2 separate regions of the Rattus norvegicus genome follow, and region 2 is linked to region 1. The links are chromatin contacts, called in public Hi-C maps. All regions are on one chromosome and are shown on one strand. Each heading gives the region's core, a stretch centred on a gene start, on an enhancer-like site or on the middle of the called end of the contact. The rest is flanking DNA. Distances are from core to core; before and after follow the strand shown. Region 1 holds the start of Rpl26l1 (ribosomal protein L26 like 1). Region 2 has its middle 30 kb from the start of Sh3pxd2b.

Region 1 (7,080 bases), core at 1,043-3,542:
CACTTCACACTATCGTCAGCGTGGCGCATCGCACATATTTCCATCAAACAAAGCTAATGGTTCGCATCATTGTGATTCCGTTTAGGAGTCTGCGCACTGAGCGCCAGTCCTCGGCATAAAAAGCCTAAATTTGAAGACTGCAGTAAATGCAAAGGACTATCCTGGAGTGAGCCCACATATCTGATTTTTCTTATGAAGACTGATTATAACTGCTACGTGCCACACGCGGTTCTCAACACTTTAGGAAAGTCGTTTAAATCTTATGACAACCTACTAAGATCATACTCATTCTACAGATCAGAAAATTAGGACTACAAAGCTGGCAGTTCCCGGTCCAGCACGAAAGACACACTTGGTACCAGGGATGACTTTATGATCCAAGCAAGAGCTAAACAAACGGGGTTTAGGGGTTGGGGGGGCAACAAGCATTGGTTCACCCTAAAAATCCTGGAAGGTGAGAGAACTCTTTTTTAAAAGTTCAAATTTAAGGGACAAGCAAGTGTGAGTCGGTGGTAGAATATGTATTTAATATGTTACTACTGGATTCAATCCCCAGCATCAATAAATTACATTCTATTTTAATTTAAAATAATTCAGATATAACCCTGACCTTCGACCTTCGACCATGTGTTTTTATAAAATTGTAGCAGGACCCAAAATGTTACATATAAAACTTCTTAGTAATTCTGAAGAAGCCAGACAGATGGCTTTTGAAAGGTGTGTCATGGTGTTTAAAGAATATGGACAGTGTACAATCAGCCTGTCACATGGGTAGGGTTCTCCCAAACTGAACCAGACACAGGTGAAAAATATTTAAATTTTTTTTAAAAAGTTCATCCTTACTGAATATGTACACATTTTTTTCATGTCCTAAGCAATACAGTATCAAAACACATAAAGCCTTTATATTGTACTGGTTGTTATATCTAGATATGATTTAAGTATGTATGCACAGGATAGACATATGCATCCAAATTTACATACATATGCCAAGCAAACATTATGATGGATTAGACTTGAATATCCATGGATGGAGGGTTGGTAACCAGGATGCTGAGGACAGCTTGCAGCGCACACCAGTTAAGTTTCAAACCCTGACTCAGGTGCCTAATTACATATTAAAGAGCACCCGGCCTCCTCCAGGTTCTCCCAGCATCCCTTGGGATACTTTTTTTTTTCCTTTTCTTTTTTTCGGAGCTGGGGACCGAACCCAGGGCCTTGCGCTTGCTAGGCTAGCGCTCTACCACTGAGCTAAATCCCCAACCCCGGGATACTTTACATGGTATGGCTGGCACTCCCTGCCCTCTACCCTGAACTCGAGTTGGGTTGATTCCCCCCAGAGGCTCTTCCCTATGTAACCCAGACATTTTGGTTACCCACCCCTCCTTTTTGTACCTTTGGCCTCCTGACTGGGGTGCTAGGTTCCCTGCTCTCCCTTCCCCTTTCCTTTCCCATCTTCCCACACGGTTCAGGGTCTAAGAATGCAGCAGGCTGGGTCATGAAGGTCTCAAAGCGGGGTTGGGGATTTAGCTCAGTAGTAGAGTGCTTGCCTAGCAAGCTCAAGGCCCTGGGTTTGGTCCCCAGCTCCGAAAAAAAGAAAAAAAAAAAAAAGTCTCAAAGTAGCTTGTGCCGGGCAAGGTAAAAGGGTAAAGAAGAGTTGTCTTCTGGGAATAATGCCCAAAGTGTCATGGCAAACAAGATCTGTATCTTAGTCATTTACTAAGCGTCCTCTCTTTCCTTTGAAATTTTAAATCTTAAAGAGGGGCAATTTACAGTGCTTCCCTTTCTTAAAATTGGTGTTTTATCAAGGGAACAGGAGGAGGGGGAGGCCGAATAGATCTGGAGGGAGTCCATCCTCAGTGGTCCCCGAGTTGGCTAATGCCTGTCTAAGTACCCAACAGAATATGTCCTGGTTAGTTGGTTTGTTTATGACGGTCCCGGCAAGCTCTTAACTTTTGATCCCCTGGTTCCACCTCCCCAGTACTGGAGTGATAGGAATGTTAGGAATGAGACATCAAGCCAGGCTAGAAAGGGTCCCAAAGCCCTGGATTCGATCCCCGACACAAAACCAGAAACTGAAGCCAGAGAAGCATCGATGAGCTTCTGTTTCAGGTCTTACAAAGCGGTTTCATTAGGGGTGCCGCCAGCCTCAGGTCCTGCCTACTCCACTCCCCGAGAGACCATGCTGAGACTCAACTCCAGCCGCAGGGGGAGCTGTTCCGCTTTCCTGCGGCAGGAAGCGGAGACCCGCATTCCTTCTATGCTTGGGTTAAAGGAAATGTCATTTCCGGGCCTGCGCACACACCACCGGAACCGGAACCGATGAGTGAATAGTAGTGGTTCCTCTAGGACCCAGAACCGTCCCTGGACTACCTCCTTTCCCGCTTTTTGCAGGCGATCACCAGGCAGTTTCATCCCTTGTTGACCTCGGACCGCAGCTTAAGCCTCAAACTTTATTTCAATGCTCCCTCCCACGTGCTCCGAAAGACTATGTCTTTGCCGCTGTCCAAGGAACTGCGGCAGAAGTAGTGCGTCTGTTCCATGCCCATTCGCAAGGACAACAAGGTCCAGGTACACCCAAGCGTCCTCGAGTTCTAGTTCCCCAGGAGCATAAAGTTCACTCACCCCCTTAACATGAAATCCTGTCATATGCCCCAAGACTTCAATCAAGACAGCAGAGTACTGCAGACGTATTAGAACGGAGCCACTACTGTGCCTGTCCTGCCTAGGAGCGTTCAGTTTTCGATAATGGCCATAGAACAATATGCCAGGACTGAAAACATCTCTCTCAATTTAGCCCACTGGCCTTTAGTTTGCCAGCTATAGCTCATGATGCCTCATTGAGCCAGTCTTTAAAGGGAGAAAGTGCTGTAGTGTCTCTTGAGTTTAGCAGAATTGGTGGGCAGGGATCTGTAAGAATTTACCATGCAATGATACTAGATAGATGTGGCAAGGGAAATGAGTTGGTAGCTGCAGATCAGAAGTACAAAAATAATCAGAGACCACGTGTTCCCTGGGACTGGAGCATAGGGTGTGACTGAGTGGGGGCGTGGCAGGATGAGGACTGGGAATGGGGAATAACACAGAATAGGCAGAGACTAGATTGTTTGCCCGAAGAGTGTTATTGTTCACTCAGCAGGCATTCGTCCGACAATAGCAATGAGCAGGACTGAGGCAGCCCTCCTCCGGGAAGCTCACAACTGCACAGGGCTTCTTGGGCAGGGTGGTTGTGGGAAGCTCCTTTTACCCTTTTGCATGCAGGGATGCTAACAGCATCCCTGGCCTCTGCTCAGCCAGTGCCAGGATTATTGAGTCCCCTTTGCCCTTCTTCCGCAGCTGAGAGTTATTGTTTTAGGGAATGATGTGAGATAAAGTGAGGAGCTTTGTGTATTGGACATCTGATGGTTGAGGGGTCAGTTAGTAAGGAAATATAACTGGAGTGAAGTGAAAAGAGCAAGGCCAGTGACAGGCAGGCCGGGCTGAGCAGTTCTGAGTGTGCACTGCTCCTACAGAGGATCAGAGTTTAGCTCCCAGCACTCATGTCCGGCAGCTCACAACCGCCTGTAACTCCAGCTGCAGAGGGATTCCATGCCCTGGCCCCATGGACACTGCAGTCATGTGACACACAAAGACTTATACACATCATTATACATACGCCTTTAATCACAGCACTGAGGAGCCTGAGGCAGATACATCTCCTAAGTTTGAGGCCAACCTGGTCTACAGATCGAGTTCTAGGACAGCCAGAGCTATAGAGAGAGACCCTGTCTTGGAAAACCAACGTGAACCTGAAAATGTTTGCCTTCTTTAAAGGAGAAAGTCAAGAGCCTTCAGGCCACAGCAACCTTGGAAATCGCTCTCCTTGGCAAGCAAGCTGGAAAATTCATATTCTCTCCTTTCTCCACATATCCTTCCCGCTACTGCTCTGCTCCCCCATTTCATAGTCCGGCTTCTCAAAAGAGTCGTCTGCATCTGCCAGGCGTGGTGATCTACTCTTTTATTCCCAGCATTCAGGGGATAGAGGTATGGGGATCTCTCAGGCCAGCCTGGTCCACAAAGCAAGTTCCAGGACAGCAAGGAGACCTTGTTTCAAAAGACAGACGGGGCTAGAGAGATTGCTCAGTGGTTAGAGAGCACTGACTGTTCTTCTGGAGGTCCTGAGTTCAATTCCCAGCAAACACATGGTGGCTCACAACCATCTGTGATGAGATGATGCCCTATTCTGGTGTGTCTGAAGACAGCTACAGTGTACTCATATACATTAAATAAATAATATTTTTTTTTAAAAAAAAGATAGACACAGAGAGAGAGACACACAAAGGAAAAGGGACAGAGAGGCCTATACTTCGCCTATAACTGTTTACCGCCTCTCACATGTGCCAGAGAGCTGCCATCTTGTTTGTTGGCCGGTCTCAGCCCTGGCTCCTAACAGGGCTCTGTCAATACTTGTTGGGTAGGGAAAAAAAATAAAATGTATTAACTAGATGAATATAAAAAGTATGATATAAAGGAGTTTAAATATATTCATATCCATATGTCATATATATATATGAATTGTGTTTTAGGTATGAAGAAACTGAAACTCAAGTTAAATAATACAGAGCATGTAGCTGAGGATGTCGCTGGGTTTCTGATCTTCCCGAGTGCTGGAATTACGGGCATGCGCTACCATGGTAGACCTCCGCAGTGCTGGGACCTGTGAGTCGTAAACACAGTTCCCACCGCCGACTTCACTCCCAGCCACAGGGGTAGTTTTGGGGTTGTGGTGCTGGGGTCTAACATAAGACATCAGGCAACCTCAGGACAAGCGTACAGCACAAAAAAAAACTAGCTCTGACTGCCAAGACTGTGTCGTTCAGAAGTTTATGTGTTCAGCCCACGTGTTCCTAACAGCTTCCTCCGTATGCTGTGCTGTCCTAGGTGGTTTGAGGAGACTGTAAAGTCAGCAGGTCAGCAAGGTAGCCCTAGTGTGCCAAAACCAGTATGACATCTACATCAAATGGGTACAGCATAAGAAGGCTGAGGTACAATTGTCTACATGGATATTGTCTTAGTGTTTCTATTCCGCATAAAACATCAGGACCAAGGAGCAAGTTGGGGAGGAAAGGGTTTATTCAGCTTACACTTCCACACTGCTGTTCATCACCAAAGGAAGTCAGGACTGGAACTCAAGCAGGTCAGGAAGCAGGAGCTGATGCAGAGGCCATGGAGGGATGTTACTTACTGGCTTGCTTCCCCTGGCTTGTTCAGCTTGCTCTCTAATAGAACCCAGGACCACCAGCCCAGGGACGCACCACCCACAATGGGCAGGGCCCTCCCCGCTTGATCACTAATTGAGAAAATGCCTTCAGCTGGGTCTCATGGAGGCATCTCCTCAAGGGAGGCTCCTTATGATAACTCCAGCTTGTGTCAAGTCGACACACAAAACCAGCAAGGACAGATAATAACCCAGCAAAATGGGGATCCCTGGCTGGGTGAGGGCAGGCAGGCTTAGCGGCATCAGTAGGGATTAGAGCAGTAGTTTATATCCTGTGGGTCAAGATCCCACAGGGGTTCCATATCAGATATTTACATTACGATTCATCACAGTAGCAAATTTACAGTTACAGAGTAGCAATGGAATAATTTTATAGCTGGGGTCACCACTACATGAGAAACTGTATTATAGTTATAATATAACATAACTATATTATATTATAGCGTCACGGCGCTCAGAAGGCTGAGAACTACTGTTGTAGAGGTGCTTCTATCTTGACATTCTTGACGATGCTGTACCCTCAAGTGGAGGGCAAGAGGGCCCACGCATTCAAAGTAGCCCTCGTTCACTAGGAAGAATCCCGAGAGGAAAGGGCAGAGCTCTCTTCCCGGGCCTCCCCACCCAGCTAAGAAGCGCTGTTCACCCTCATTCACATGCTGGAGAGGCTTTCTCTGAGCTTCAGATCTGTAAACTGCGTGGTTAGAATCCCGTCTTCTTAGTCCCTGCATTGGTACCCAGCAGCTGGTGAGAATCCAGATTTTTTTTTTTCTGAACTGCTTCTCACCAGCCAGGGATGTAAGCAAAGTTTCTGTCCCTTGTCATCACATCACTGAACTGTGGGGGCCTCAAGAGATCCAGGGTCTTGAGAGTGGCTGGCAGGAGGAACCCAAGGGAGGGTCCACTGCTCAGAATTGTGGAGATTATAAAATTCCTTCCACTTACGACTCTGTTTTGTCTCCTAACAGGCAGTTATCACTTCACTGGAATCAGACAAAGACCAGAAGATAACTGTTGAACTCAAAGCCAAGTCTCCGAAAGTTGGGAAAGAGAAAGGCCGATATAAGGAACTCACTGGGAATACAAGAGTGAACATAGTTGTGCCACAGGGGCTGACCAGAGAGGCCTCATGCGGCCTCTTTGAAACTTTGCAAAGTGTGTCTGAGGTGTTTCGTTGTCCACCTGTTTTGCCCCTGACTCTGTAAATCTCCTTTCGCAGTTTTGATGATTTACAAATAAAAATTGGAACCATCTCCTAATTCCACGTGGCACTTGCATTATTTCATAAATAAAAGCCATCTCATTGGCCCCTCCGTGGGTCTCTCAAATACTTATATGTGGAGCAGCACAGCAGTAGCGATAGGCCTCGCTCACTCTTGTGCCTGTGGAGGAGGTGGGGCAGGGCTCTGGTTTCTGAGGCAGGGGGTTGCCGATTGGTATCAGGACACTAGCTGACACCCTCAGAACCCACTGGGTTCCTACTGCTGTCCGTCTGCACTCCATGCCCGACAGATGGTCCTCGGGCTTCCTGACTGCTGTTCCCAGATCCCTTCATGAACTAAGTCACTTACAGTGCCTTGACCAGACTCCCTTCCCCAAGGTCTAGACTTCGTAAATATGTTTTCTCGCTGAAGTGTTCCCCTGCTGGAGCTAACGAAGAACTAGCAACCTGTGCTGAGATTCAACTTTCATTTCGTTTGTCCTTGGATTTTTAGTTTTTACCCAATTCCAACCTTTACAATGTGAGATTCCAAAGAATGCCTGCATGAGGCCGAGCCTTTGACTCCTCCTGGCGAATGGATTTTAGACTTCATTAAATTACAAGA
Region 2 (6,620 bases), core at 1,831-4,330, 360 kb before region 1:
TGCCTCAGCACAGGCTTCCCCAGTGCTCTGAGGCCTGGCATTACAGATGCCATGCCCATCTGAGGTCTGGGTTTTTAGTGAGATTTGTGGATGGGTACCAGCTACTTGCTACTGTGACAGGTACCAGGCAAGCAGCTTAGGAAGAAAGGATTTGATTGGCTCACAGCTCCAAGGAGTCAGCCCACTAGGGCAGGGAGGGCACAGCAGCAGGAGCCTGAGGCGGCTGGTCACATTCTGTCCATACTCGGGAGGCAGAGGGAGACGGATGCTGCTGCTCACCTCACTTTGTTTTTATTTAATTCAGGACCCTAGTCCACGAAATGGCATAGCCCACATTTAAAGCGGGTCTTCTCATCTCAATGAACCCAATCTAAAAACTTCCTCTCAGACGTGCCCAGAGGCTTCCTTCTACGGTAATTATAAATCTCGTTAAGTTGATAACCAGTATAAACTATCACAGCTCTACCTCTTGTCAACTTGACACCCAAACACACTGCTCTTAAGCCATAACCTTTCACCCGCTGTCCCTATAGGCATGCAATTATAACACAGAATGTATTCAGACCAACCTCAAAAGTCCACATGACCGTTAAGTTTCCACACCCTTCAAAAGAGACAAATCCAACTCTCATCTGAGACTCCATCTCTTCACTATGACCTCCTATTAAAAACGATGTGCATAGCGCAGGGTGAGTGTTCCCATTCCTAACAGGAAGAATGGAGCAGAAGGAAAGCTAGGTCCAAAGTAGTCAGACAGTCTGCAGGGCCAACACCAAATTCCACAACTCCACTTTGGGTCTGGGGCTTGTGCTAGAATTGTCTCAGTTCCAAGGGGAATGGTCAGTCCTGCCCTCCAGTTCTGCTGCCTGGGCCCAGCCTCCCACCCTCCCCCTCCCCTTCCCCCTCCCGTTCCCCCTCCCCTCCCCCTTCCCCTTCCCCTTCAATGTCCCTCTTCCTCCCCCCTCCCCCTTCACTTTTCCTCCTCCTCTCCCCTTCCCCCTTCACTTTTCCTCCTCCTCTCTCCCCTCCTTCCTCCCCTCTCCTCCTCCCTCCTCCCTCCCCCTCTCCCCCTACCCTCCCTGTCTGGTCCATCCCATGCCTGCAGCTTTCTTTTCTTTCTTTCTTTTTTTTTTTATTAACTTGAGTATTTCTTATATACATTTCGAGTGTTACTCCCTTTCTCGGTTTCTGGGCAAACATCCCCCTCCCCCCTCCCCTTCCTTATGGGTGTTTCCCTCCCAACCCACCCCCCATTGCCGCCCTCCCCCCAACAGTCTAGTTCACTGGGGGTTCAGTCTTAGCAGGACCCAGGGCTTCCCCTTCCACTGGTGCTCTTACTAGGATACTCATTGCTACTTATGAGGTCAGAGTCAGGGTCAGTCCATGTATAGTCTTTAGGTAGTGGCTTAGTCCCTGGAAGCTCTGGTTGCTTGGCATTGTTGTACTGCCTGCAGCTTTCTTTAGCAGATCTTTCATGGTTCTGGAGTCTCCACTGCAGCTTGGGCTTCACTTTTGTACAGTAACCTCTCAGGGCCTCCTTGCAGGTGCCGTAACACACGGACTGGATTCAGTGGCTCTCTGGAGCTGTGGGACACGGCTCTATGGCCCTTGCAATCCTGCATCCCTCACATCTGCAAAACCAAATCCACACAAAAACTGTGGTTGTTGCCACCAAGTTCTTGTGCCTTCCCTGGGTGGGTGGAGACCACAGTTGCACTGGCTTTTGAGTGCTGGCCCTGGGAAACACTTCCTGGGATCACTCAACCAACCCTATATGATGTCCTTAGTTCCTCTTAAATGAATATGCATTTTCACAGTACGGAGTCCTTTAGGGGTGTGTCATACCCTTAGGGCACCTTTCTTGTCACCAGGGTCTGCTTCTCTTTAATGCTACTTACTCATCTCCTTAACAGTCACACCCAATCCTCCTTCCCTGAAACTTTTTTTTTTTTTTTTCGGAGCTGAGGATCGAACCCAGGGCCTTGCGCTTGCTAGGCCCTTCCCTGAAACTTAATCTTACCTGCACATCCTTTTAACCAAACATCATCTTCTCTTTCGGGTACACCTTTTTCTCTCTCACTGGGGGCCTCAGTGAGAGCTGTAAGCAATGACCTTGCCACAGCCTGAATGATCTCCTGAATGGTCTCCTGTCTGGAGATTTCCTCTGCCAGACACAGCAGCCTGTTCTCCTTAAATAAAACCCCACTCATGTTCTCAGGACGTAGGCAGAATGCAGTCAGAATACCACACAATGTCCCTCAACTCACTTCCTGAGAGAGCCTTTCCCCCAAAGCCTTGCTGGCTCTCTACTGTTCACGTTTCTCTGCATCCTTGTCTTTCAGGCTCCTATCAAAATGTCTCCATTAGTCTGTGCTTACGGTGTCCCAGGGACTTTCTAGGATAACATTCTAGGCTTTTCCATATGTCTCCCACAAACCAATTCAAAAGATCTAAGAACCACACGGTTGGGTTTCTCACAGCAGCACCAGCACCTCCTGATGTCCACTTTCCCATCCTGCCCCAGGTACCAATTTTCAATACTAGTCACTGTTGCTGTAACAACCGGGTACAAGCAACTTAAGGAACAGTTTACTATGGCTCATAGCTCTATGGAGTACAGTCCATCATGGTGGGAAGGTACGGTGGCAGAAGAGGAGGTGGTCATATTGTATAGACATTCTGGAAGCAGAGAGAGCTTGTGCTCAGCCGCCTTTCTGTTTATGTAGTCCAGGATTCCAGAACGGAATTGTTCTCCCATCATTCAACGCGGCTCTCCCATCAGATCCAGGACCGCTCGTGGCTCCAGGTCAGCTCTTGCCACATCTTTGTCCTCCCTCACGTGGCATAGGAATCTCTCCTGGCATGCAAGAAGCTACCCGAGGGCAGTGAGATGCCTTCTACAGTCCCGCCAGAGTGCCACTGTGTCTGAACTGACCCCCGGCAATTACACGGATCTGAGTGCGGCCCTACAAATAGACATTTAACAAACATTTGGTTGTGCAAAGGCATGGTGATGTTGGAGGTGCTGACGATACTGGAGTAGCCTTGCACATACCTGCAGTGACCTGCAGAGGGCGCGCTGGAGACCGCCTGCCTGGTAGTCATAAACAGCTGAGAGAGGGCCCCAAGGTGGCACCACTGTCTTTACAATAAGAGCTGAGCTTACTATTTTCTTATACTCTAGATCCTCCACCCTGCAGTGTGGTTCGAGGCTCTCAGCAGATGCCTTAGCCCTCCTACCCTCCAGCACTGCGGGCCGAATCAGTTCTACAGTTCATCCATCCCCCAGTCTCAGGACAGAAAGGTGCTTTGTGATGTTAAATGGTCTCATGGATGGGAGGTGCTTGCTTGAGATTGCCTGGTGTTGTTACCTATGGGAAGCAGAGCTAGCGTCCTTTCCCACAGGGCAGTGTGGGGAGGGGAGGGCTTGCTGTCCCCAGTTTAGGCTTCTAACCCATGCCTGTGAAGGGAACGTTTGGTGCAGATCATCTATTCCCTGCATGAGCTCCTGGTGTGAGAGTTGATTGACAGATTGCTATGTCTGAGGATTGGTGACAGTGTCCTGAGTCCATTGTCTCAGTTTCCAGACAGTTCCAGACAAAACCAAACGCAGCTGCTTTCAGAGGCACACAGGAGAGAGACGGGCTGCTATTTTAAGACAGCCACCGAGCTCTTTTTCGCAGCCCTAGAAGCAGCAGAGCAGACCACAGGGAGGCGGGGAGGGGGTGAGTCACAAAGGATCAGGGGGGGGGGGCTTTGGAGGTGGAGCAGAGGAGGCCCGCCTAGGCTGATGGACAGACAGTTCAGGGTACACCAGCGCCTGCCCATGTCCTTTAGGGGATGCCTCCATGCCACTGGTGGGGAAACTGAGGCAGGGATGTTTACAAGCAGGGAGTGTGTGGAGCAGATCCTCAGGTACCCAAGTTATGACTCCATCTCCACAGCTTAACCGGTCAATAAAAGGCTGGAGCCTGTGATTGGGCAGGGGAGGGACGAGGGTAGGACTGGAGGTTTGAGAAGGGAGTTGCAGGTAGAGAGAGAGAAAGGAGGAGAGGAAGACTGAGGAGGAGGAAGCCACCATAGACCAGAACCGTGTGGGCAGGAGAAACGTCGAGTAATGGGGGTGTTGTAGCTGGGGATTGAGTGAGGACAGCCCTAGCCCTGCCCAATCCAGGCATAGGATCATCAATAAAATATCTGGATTGCGCGTCTTTTATACAGGCTTGTTAGGATTGTAAATCATTACTTCAGAAGGCTTTCCTCTGTAAGTGACAGGGGATTATGTTGGAAAAAGAAAAGCGAATTGTAGACACATGTATACATACAGCAGGTATTTAAAAAAACAAAAACTATGGCTGAGGAACCCGAGTTTGAACACCTAGAACCCGTGTCCAAAAGTCAGGCGTGGTGGCTGATACTGTCAAAGCTGGGCAATCAGACTGGAAGATCCCTGGAGCTCAGACAGACAGACAGACAGCCTGCTCAGTGAGACTATGTTAACAAAAAAGGTGGTGTCTGAGGAATGACATCCAAGGCTGTCCTCTGGCTTCTACATATGTAAGCACAAACACAAACACACACCCACGCTCGCACGCATGCACGCATGTCACCTACACACCTATGTGCCTCCTCCCCCTCCATGCCCACAAGACATACAAACAAGACAAAAAGTGAAACACAGATCTCTGATCCAGCAGGTCCATAAGCGTTATCAAGGCCTGGAGAAGTTCGGGCGAAGGGCGAGGCTGTCACGTTCTAGTGGGGCTGGGTGGAGTAGGACTTGGGGTGACCTTCAACAAGGTTCCTCTAATCTGATAGGGTAATCGTTTTTTATATACTACTCATGTGTCACTAAAAAGCAAGATACATGATACTTTAAAAAGTGTCACAAGGCTTCTTTACCCCAGCCTCCTCTCAGAAGCCAACCTCTGTCCCTCCCCCAAGTGTTTATTGGATTCGTAATTATAGACATGGGATAAAAATGCTAATATACCAGTGTGCTTCTCCTCCCTTCGCCCAAATGCTAAGGGAAAAGACCTTCTCCCAGCATGCTTCAGGCTTCCAGGAAACTAATGAGCCCCAGGGACACGTCCTGTGGAGTTCAGCATTGTGACAGGTGTGGAGAGTTAATCTCCCCCCACCTCAAACTTCTGGTCTGACTCTCTCTGGTTTGTACTCTGGACATCTCTCCCAGACATCAGAAAGGTCACCATTCCACCCCATTTGGTGTCAAGACAGATCATTATCGAAGAATGGTCACCGACTGCTAGTCTCCTTCAAAATTAATTCTTGAAATCAGAACACATTCTCATGGGGTGCATCCAAGGAAGAAAGGGCGAAGCTGAGGTCACTTCATGCACCTCAATCTAGAATGAGCGCCTAGCAGTGTGATGTGGACCTCGGACCTTCCTAGTGTGTTCTCAGCTGACTGGTGTCTGGGGTACAGGGTCTGGGATGAAACCCCACCTCCTCAGAGACCCGATGTAAAACGGTAGCGTTGAGCTGAATGTCCATCTTTTCTTGTGATGGACACAGCATCCTCTGTGAGGACAACAGCTCACACCATGGCCTGTCGGGAGTTTCTGAAGTTGCCCTCTGTGACAGACAGAAGATCTCTTCTGGCTTCCATTGTGGAGGCTTCATTCTACAGTTGTGCGACCTCTTTGAGTTTGGTGCTGTGGGGAGCTGGCCCAGCATGGGGCACTGGTAGTGGTACCCGGGGTAGACAAGAAATTAAGAGCAGGATATGAATGAAAGAGGAAAAGAAAGGGAATGGGGTCTCAGTATCCCCACCATGCTACCCATCAATGATCTCAAGACTTCCACCAAGCACCACCTAGGAAAGTTCTGGCAATGAGCCAGGTTGGGGACTTGGCTGGAACACAGTAGGTTGGTTAGCTTTTTTGTCAGCTTGAGATAGCTAAAATCATCTAAAAAGAGGTGGAGGAATTGTCTGTAGCACACTGGCTTGTTTGCAAGTCTTTGTGTCATTTTCTTGTTTAATGATCCATGTGGGAGGGCTCAGTCCACTGTGGGTGGTGCCAACCCTAGGCTAGGCTAGGCGGTCCTGGGGCACATGAGAAAGCAGGCTGAGCAAGCCATGTGGAACAAGCTAGTAAGCAGCACCCCTCCATGGCTTCTGCTTCAGTGCCTGCCTCCAGGTTCCTGCTTTGAGTTCCTGCCTGACTTCCCTTCGAGATGAAGGAAGCTGTAAGGTGAAGTAAACCCTCTCCTCCCCAAGCTGCTTTGGTCCTAGTGCCTATCACAGTAACAGAGAGCAACTAACATTCTCTGTGCCACCGGCCTGCCCCACCTGCCCAGCCCTCTTCTGTCCAGATGATGATGGCAAGAGGGGATAGTGTGAGCAGCTAAGGCCAGCTTCCAACACAAGTTCATGGCCCTGGTCTACCAAAACTCTGCAAGCTTCAACTGCACAGAATTCAGAAACTTTATTGTGTGTCTTGAAGACCAGAAAGTTGGGGGCAGAGGTTATTTAAGAAATCCACAGTAGTGACTGGCCTGTGGTCTTTGAAAAGTATCTCGAAGATGTTTACAGTCCTTTCAAGATTTGGGATCCTCAAGGGCAGGAGGCAACCCACTGGCTGCTTGATTCTGTTGTC

The links. Hi-C and Micro-C count contacts between places; a contact is called where the count stands out from the background.
Region 2: a contact with region 1 is called in a Hi-C map of kidney, with 6 times the contacts expected there. The contact joins the enhancer-like site here to the promoter of Rpl26l1 in region 1. A contact is called at or near these places in 4 of 12 Hi-C or Micro-C datasets (frontal cortex, hepatocytes, kidney and 1 more).

Annotation. Positions count from the first base shown.
Region 1 is chr10:17,024,240-17,031,319 of GRCr8, reverse strand. It overlaps Rpl26l1 (ribosomal protein L26 like 1), which reads left to right and starts at 2,292. Exons shown (of 3, transcript NM_001402099.1): 1 at 2,292-2,571; 2 at 3,814-4,023; 3 at 6,223-6,513. The coding sequence starts at 2,542. The coding sequence ends at 6,459. It overlaps LOC134480770 (a long non-coding RNA gene), which reads right to left and starts at 2,252. Exons shown (of 2, transcript XR_010055559.1): 1 at 2,120-2,252.
Region 2 is chr10:17,389,386-17,396,005 of GRCr8, reverse strand. No RefSeq gene overlaps it. Among named protein-coding and RNA genes, the nearest start is that of Sh3pxd2b, 30 kb to the left of the region's middle. Within about 2 kb of position 3,080, at least 12 of the 93 cell types and tissues checked have an H3K27ac peak or open chromatin away from gene starts, as enhancers often do.